Linked DNA regions of Capra hircus: region 1 is linked to region 2. A link is a contact called in public Hi-C data. All regions are on one chromosome and are shown on one strand. Each heading gives the region's core, a stretch centred on a gene start, on an enhancer-like site or on the middle of the called end of the contact. The rest is flanking DNA. Distances are from core to core; before and after follow the strand shown. Region 1 overlaps PXN (paxillin). Region 2 holds the start of PXN (paxillin).

Evidence for each region. Hi-C and Micro-C count contacts between places; a contact is called where the count stands out from the background.
Region 1: a Hi-C map of blood shows a contact between it and region 2, with 4 times the contacts expected there. The contact joins the enhancer-like site here to the promoter of PXN in region 2. A contact is called at or near these places in 4 of 5 Hi-C or Micro-C datasets (blood and liver).

What each region holds. Positions count from the first base shown.
Region 1 is chr17:8,547,761-8,550,866 of ARS1.2, reverse strand. PXN (paxillin) reads right to left here. Exons shown (of 11, transcript XM_018061137.1): 4 at 2,925-3,061; 5 at 2,612-2,813; 6 at 1,569-1,704. Among named protein-coding and RNA genes, the nearest start is that of RPLP0, 13 kb to the left of the region's middle. Within about 2 kb of position 1,351, at least 1 of the 5 cell types and tissues checked has an H3K27ac peak or open chromatin away from gene starts, as enhancers often do.
Region 2 is chr17:8,514,497-8,517,377 of ARS1.2, reverse strand. PXN (paxillin) reads right to left here and starts at 1,393. Exons shown (of 11, transcript XM_018061137.1): 1 at 1,268-1,393. The coding sequence starts at 1,280. It also overlaps the pseudogene LOC102178382.

The sequences.
Region 1 (3,106 bases), core at 102-2,601, 34 kb before region 2:
GAGTAGGGAGGCTGTGGTGTGAGGATGGAGCTGAGCCGGGTGGCAGCCCTGAGGAGCTCAAGGCCACAGCAGAGGAGGAGCTGGTCTGGAGGAGGAGAAAGACAAGAGACAGAAGGGAGGAGAAAGACGGGAGAGGTGAGGAGGGGCACGCACTGGGGGGCAGGCCGGGCCTCAGGGCTCTGATAGCCCTTGGCTATGCTGACCAGACCAAGATGGCGCTGACCAGACCGTCTGCGCCGACAGCCCCCGGCCACACTGACCAGACCATCTGCGCTGACCAGGCTGTCTGTGCTGACCAGACCAAGATGGCAGCAAAGCTGAAGCAGAGCAACTGGCTCTGGAAGAAGATTCCTCAGCCCCCAGAAGGGTTTTCCTGGGCTCCACCTCCCTGGCTCCCATCCATGTTCCCCATCCAGGGAGCCCGGATCCAACTCCTGGTCGGGGAGCCAGATCCCACATGTTGTACCTGGGATCCGGCATAGCCAAATAAAGACTTTTGTCTTTTTTGAAAAAACAAAAAAAAACAACCCAGGCAGCGGAAAGCAGCCTCTGACCCACGCCTGTGGGGCTTCTAGTCCAAGTAGGGATGACAGAGAAGAGATTAAGGTGGGTTGGACCAGGGGGAGGTCAGCCCAGGCATGATCAGGAGACAGGCAGCCGCAGGCAGCTCCCGGCTCTGTCTCTCCCTGGCGATCCCAGCTCTCCTATATCCCCCTGAAACCTCGCTCCTGGAGCGCAATGAGAACCAGCACAGCTTCTCAAGGGGGTCTCAAGGGGGTTTGAAAGCGACAAAGTGCAAAGGGCACTGGCCGCCTGAGTCCGGTGTACACGCTCCTGACTGTGGCCACTCAGGAGGCTCACACGCGCAGGCCGCTGCCCCACCCTAGATGAAGCCTCAGAGGCTCGAAGGTGCCCCTGGGGCTCAGAGCTGGTGCCCCTCCTCCAGTTCCCTAACCAGGCTTCCCCAACCCTGGGAAGGGTGGAGTCAGTAATGGTCAGGAACTGGAGTTCAGTCACTATCAGGACCCACCGAGGCACTGCCTCCTCTACACAAGCAGGCGGTGGGCAGGGGACAGGGCACCTCTGGCAGGTATGGCCCAAGAGCCTGATAGATGAGGCTTCCCGGACAAGAGCCTGTGGGCCTCAAAGGCCCATGGAGGCTGGAAGGAGGCTGGCAAAGGAGCCAGAGGCAGAAAAGAAAGAGGACACACTGGGGACAGCCAGCCAGTGTGGGAGATGGGGCTCCGGGACAAATGACCTCCAGGCAGAGGATCCCACCCGGCCCAGCAGAGCCCGCCCTCCCCCACCAACAGCAGCCACCAACACTGGGCCCTTTGTCCCAGCCTCCTGATCCTTGCCTGGGTGGCGGGGAGCCGGGAGCACCCAGGCAGGAAGGAATGTCCCGCTGAGCACGTCCCCAGCCTTCACAGGCTGCATCCCAGGCTCGGGGCAAGGCACCCAAACCCTGAGCAGCTAAGTCCCAGCCACTCACACTGGGGTATGGGAGGGGAAAACTGGGGGCTTCTGAGCAGGCAGGGCAGGGGAGAGAGGGGGGGACCTCAGGACACCTTAAAATCCGACAGTGAGGCCATCAGCTCGTCCAGCTCCCTGGTGGCAGAGGAGGCTGAGATGCGCGTCTGCTGCTGGCTGGAGGTGACTCGCTGGGGACTGCTCATCTCGCCCTGGTTCACAGTGATGGCGGGGCTGCGGGCAGGCAAGGAAGCATCAGTGGGGACCTCTGGGGCCAGCCTGAGTGCCCCCAGCATGGCCCTCCCTTCCCCAGGGGAGGGTCAACACTTCAGCTCCAACACCAGTGTCCCGCCGCCACCCAAGCCCAGGGAAGCCCACCAGCTCCCAGTCTCTCCTGGGGACACGTCACTGGTGGGAGCGGGGGGGACAGAGCACCAAGCTGAGCTTAAGAGGGAGAGGAGAAGACAGCTCACATGGCACCTTTCCCAGAAGCCCAAGCTCAAGCCTGCCTGTACAACAAGCCCTGGGATCCTGTGTGGCCTCCATGACACTAGACGCACATGCGAGGCTGTTCCAGCCACATAGAAACACCGAGAAGAGCTGACCCTGGGGAGGTGCTTATCACGTGGACTCGGTACACGTGTTATAAGGGTCTTATCAGGTCTCAGCGCACTGAGGTATGTGGTCTCATCCCCACAACCTCACTTCCCCTTATTCTCTTATACAGATGGGAAAATGAAGGCTTGAAAGATGACACTCTGTAAGTGCAGAGCCAAGATGTGGCCCCGACTGCATGGCTCCGAAGCCTACGCTGGGGGACTGCCACGGGTTCCAGCCCTGGTCCGGGAACTAAGATCCCACAAGCCACGCATGTAGCTAGAAAACAAATAAAAAGCCTGCACTGACAGCCACTGGGCTGGGGTGCCCCCGGCACGCCCAGCATCTGTCTTCCCTGAGGGACGGTGGCTCGCTAAAGGCTGGCCTGTATCCACGTGACTCACTGCGGTCCCCCAGAGCCTGGTGCAGGGCCCGGCAGACAGCAGGGACTTCAGGGGGCAGGGGTGACACCAAGGATGAGCACAGGATGGGCTGGTCGAGACCGAGACCCTCCCTGGCCCGGGAAAGCCCCGTGGAGACTCACACGGGACTGGGCACAGAGCTCTCCAGCTCATCCAAGAGGTTCTCCACGCTGGGCCGCAAGTCCTCCAGGCCCCGGCCACCGTTCCGCTTGGGCTTCTCTTTGGTCAGTGGTCCAGCTTTGCCCCCCAGCAGGCTGTTATTCTCTGGGACGCCGTAGTGGGTGCTCAGTGCCCCTGGCAGCGGTGGGCTGGAGTTGGCCTCATCTTGGGAGAAGGAAAGAGAAGAGCCGCTCAGCCCTGAGCCCCACGGGGACCCGAGACCACCAGTGGCACTTGGAGCAGGGTTGGTGGGGGGGACCCCCGGCCCAGTCCTACCTGCAGGGAAACCCGGGGGGTTATGCTGCACGGCGTTCAGCTCCAGCAGCAGGCGGTCGAGCTCGGAGAGGTTGCTGCCCAAGGAGGAGCTCATGACGGTGGGTGAAGGCTCTGCTGACTTCTGCTTGTTGGGGAAACTTCAAGAAGTAAAGGGAAGGCTGCGGTGAGAGAAGCTCCCCAAA
Region 2 (2,881 bases), core at 144-2,643:
ATGAATCCACCCCTAGGAGCTTGAGACAGAGAAAGCATCAGCGGTCACACAAGCCACCCACAGTCCACAGAGGGAAGACAAGGCTCCTACAGAGAAGAAACTTTCCTCCCCCTCCTCAATCCCCTGGCTCAGGCTTTCCAGCTCCAGGCGTGAAGGGGAGGGAGGGAGAGTGAATCCTCCCACTTCAGGGTTCAGGGTGCTCAAGGCATTCCTAGAACCCCCAGCACCAAGCCCCCCGGGTTTAGTGTCTGGTCCCAAAAGATACTTTCTTCTGCCCAAACTCTAGATGAAGGCTGGACTGAAAAAAAATAGTTTGGGAGCTCCAGTCACATGAAAACAGTAAAACTCTGTTCTGGGCATCCTATCCTTACCTGAGTGGCTTCCCGCAAGGTACTACCAGCCTGGACAAGTTCAGAGATGGCCATACCTCGGGGGCCCACTTCCCACCTCATTCCCCTGGCAGTTCACCAGTCTGTCTCCCCAGCTTACGCTTCTAGGATGAGGCTGGTCTGTGATACGAAAGCGGAGAGGCTGGTCCACTGAGTGGCCAGGGCAGTGAAATGGACCCAGGGCCGTGAAATGGACCCAGGGCCTTAGTGGGGCAGAAAGGAGCCTTGTCTTTGTGAGGATGTGGTCACGGAAGCTCATCCCTAACCTGTGAATCTGACCTGTGAAATAAAAGCGGTAGTAGACTCGGAGGGGCTACCCTTGAGGTGCCGGATGTCCGTCTGTGAAGTGGGGGTGGTCCTCCAGGGGCTGGGAGCAGGCCCCGGCTGCGCGATCAGGCAGCTGATCCCCAAATTGGGTGTTTCAACTGTGCGATGGGGGTGGGGGAGCGCTGTGTGAAGTGAGGGTCCCGCAGCGGGGGAGGTGGTCAGGTCCCGCAGCGGGGGAGGTGGTCAGGTCCCGGCAGTGGGGGCCCGTCCCTGAGGCGGACCGGGCGGGTCCCTGACGAGCAAGCAGGTCCCTGAGGCTGAGCTGGGAGATGGGGGTGGATCCCCGAGGTCGGGGGGTCCGGAGGTGGGGCTGTCCTCGAGGCGAAGGGGTGGCGGCTGTGAGCAAGGCGGCTGGCCTGGCCTGGGACTCAGGCCCAGCCCGGGATCCTGTCCCGCCGAGCCGGGGCTGGCCGGAACCAGAGCCGGGACCCGGGCCGCAGCGGGTGGGATTCAGCCCGCCGCTCGCGCGCTCGCTCGCGCCCGCCCCGGCCCGTGGGCCCGGGGCCGCGCGCCCCTTGCTGCCTTCTCCCTCAGCCCCTCCAGTCACTCACCGAGGTCGTCCATGGCGGGGGAGCCGCGGGCGCGGGGAGCCGGCTCGGCGTCGCGCTCGCCGCCCGTCCCGCGGCCGCTCCTCGCCGCCGCGCAACTTTTCCGCCGCGAGCCTCGGCCAGGAACGGAACGCGCCGCCGCCGCCGCGCGCGCCCGCGCCCGCCGTACGGCCCGCCCCCGCGAGCACGCGCGCCCCGCCCCCGCCGCGCGCTCCGCCCGTCGGGGGCCCCCGCGAGGCTGCCGGCCCCGCCCCCTGCGCACGCTGGCCACGCCCCCTCCGCCGGCCCGCGAGAGCGCGCCCAGCCGGGGCGGCTGGCGCCTCTGGGCTGGGCGGCGGCGCCGCCTCGTGGCCAAGCCCGCAGGTGGGAGGCTCCCTGGTTTCCGGTGCTCTGTCAGTCTTTCTGTCTCACGGTCGCATGCCTGACTGTCTGGCTAACATATCCATCCGCCTGTCTGGACGCCTCACAATGTCACCTGTGTCTCTCCGTCCATCGGTCACTCACTTATCACACCAATGTTCACTGGAGAGTCAGATTTGTCCGCCCGTCCGTCTACGTCCATCTTTCAGTAAGTTGCCACCCCACCGAAGAAGACCCTAAATTAGTACCAGGTACTTCTTGGAAGGAAAGTTATGACCAACCTAGATAGCATATTCAAAAGCAGAGACATTACTTTGCCAACAAAGGTCTGTCTAGTCAAGGCTATGGTTTTTCCATGTATGGATGTGAGAGTTGGACTGTAAAGAAAGCTGAGCACAGAAGAATTGATGCTTTTGAACTGTGGTGTTGAAGAAGACTCTTGAGAGTCCCTTGGACCGCAAGGAGATCCAACCAATCCATCCTAAAGGAAATCAGCCCTGGGTGTTCATTGGAAGGACTGATGCTGAAGCTAAAACTCCAATACTTTGGCCACCTCATGCAAAGAGTTGACTCATTGGAAAAGACTCTGATGCTGGGAAAGATTGGGGGCAGGAGGAGAAGGGGACGACAAAGGATGAGATGGCTGGATGGCATCACCGACTCGATGGACATGGGTTTGGGTAGACTCCAGGAGTTGGTGATGGACAGAGAGGCCTGGCGCTGCGATTCATGGGGTTGTAGAGTCGGACACAACTGAGCGGCTGAACTGAAGGCTGGGGATGTTTGAAGGACCTTTCCTGGGGTCACCCTCTCGATCTGTGGCAGTGCAATCTCTCAGCCCAGCCTTTGAGGTCAGATTCAATATTGTCAGGGTTTGTTGTTGTTTAGTCACAAAGGCGTATCTGACTTTTTGTGACCCCCAAGGACTGGAGCTCGCCAGGCTCCTCTGCCCATAGAATTCTCCAGGCAAGAATACTGGAGTGGGGCCATTTCTTTCTCCAGGGGAATCTTCTCTTCCCAACCCAGGGATCAAACCCACTCTCTGGGGTCTTCTGCACTGGATTGTTTACTGCTGAACTACCCAGGGAAGCCCATTTTCAAGGTTATATATTCTTTAATTTTACACATATCTATTGTCCCTAGAAGGAGACTTCCAAAATTCTGGGCAGAGCAGAAAGGACCCCACCTTAGACCCTAAGGGAAGAACTACAAGGAGGTTACACCCAGTGCTGGGCATGGTTTCCTGAAACACCCCAC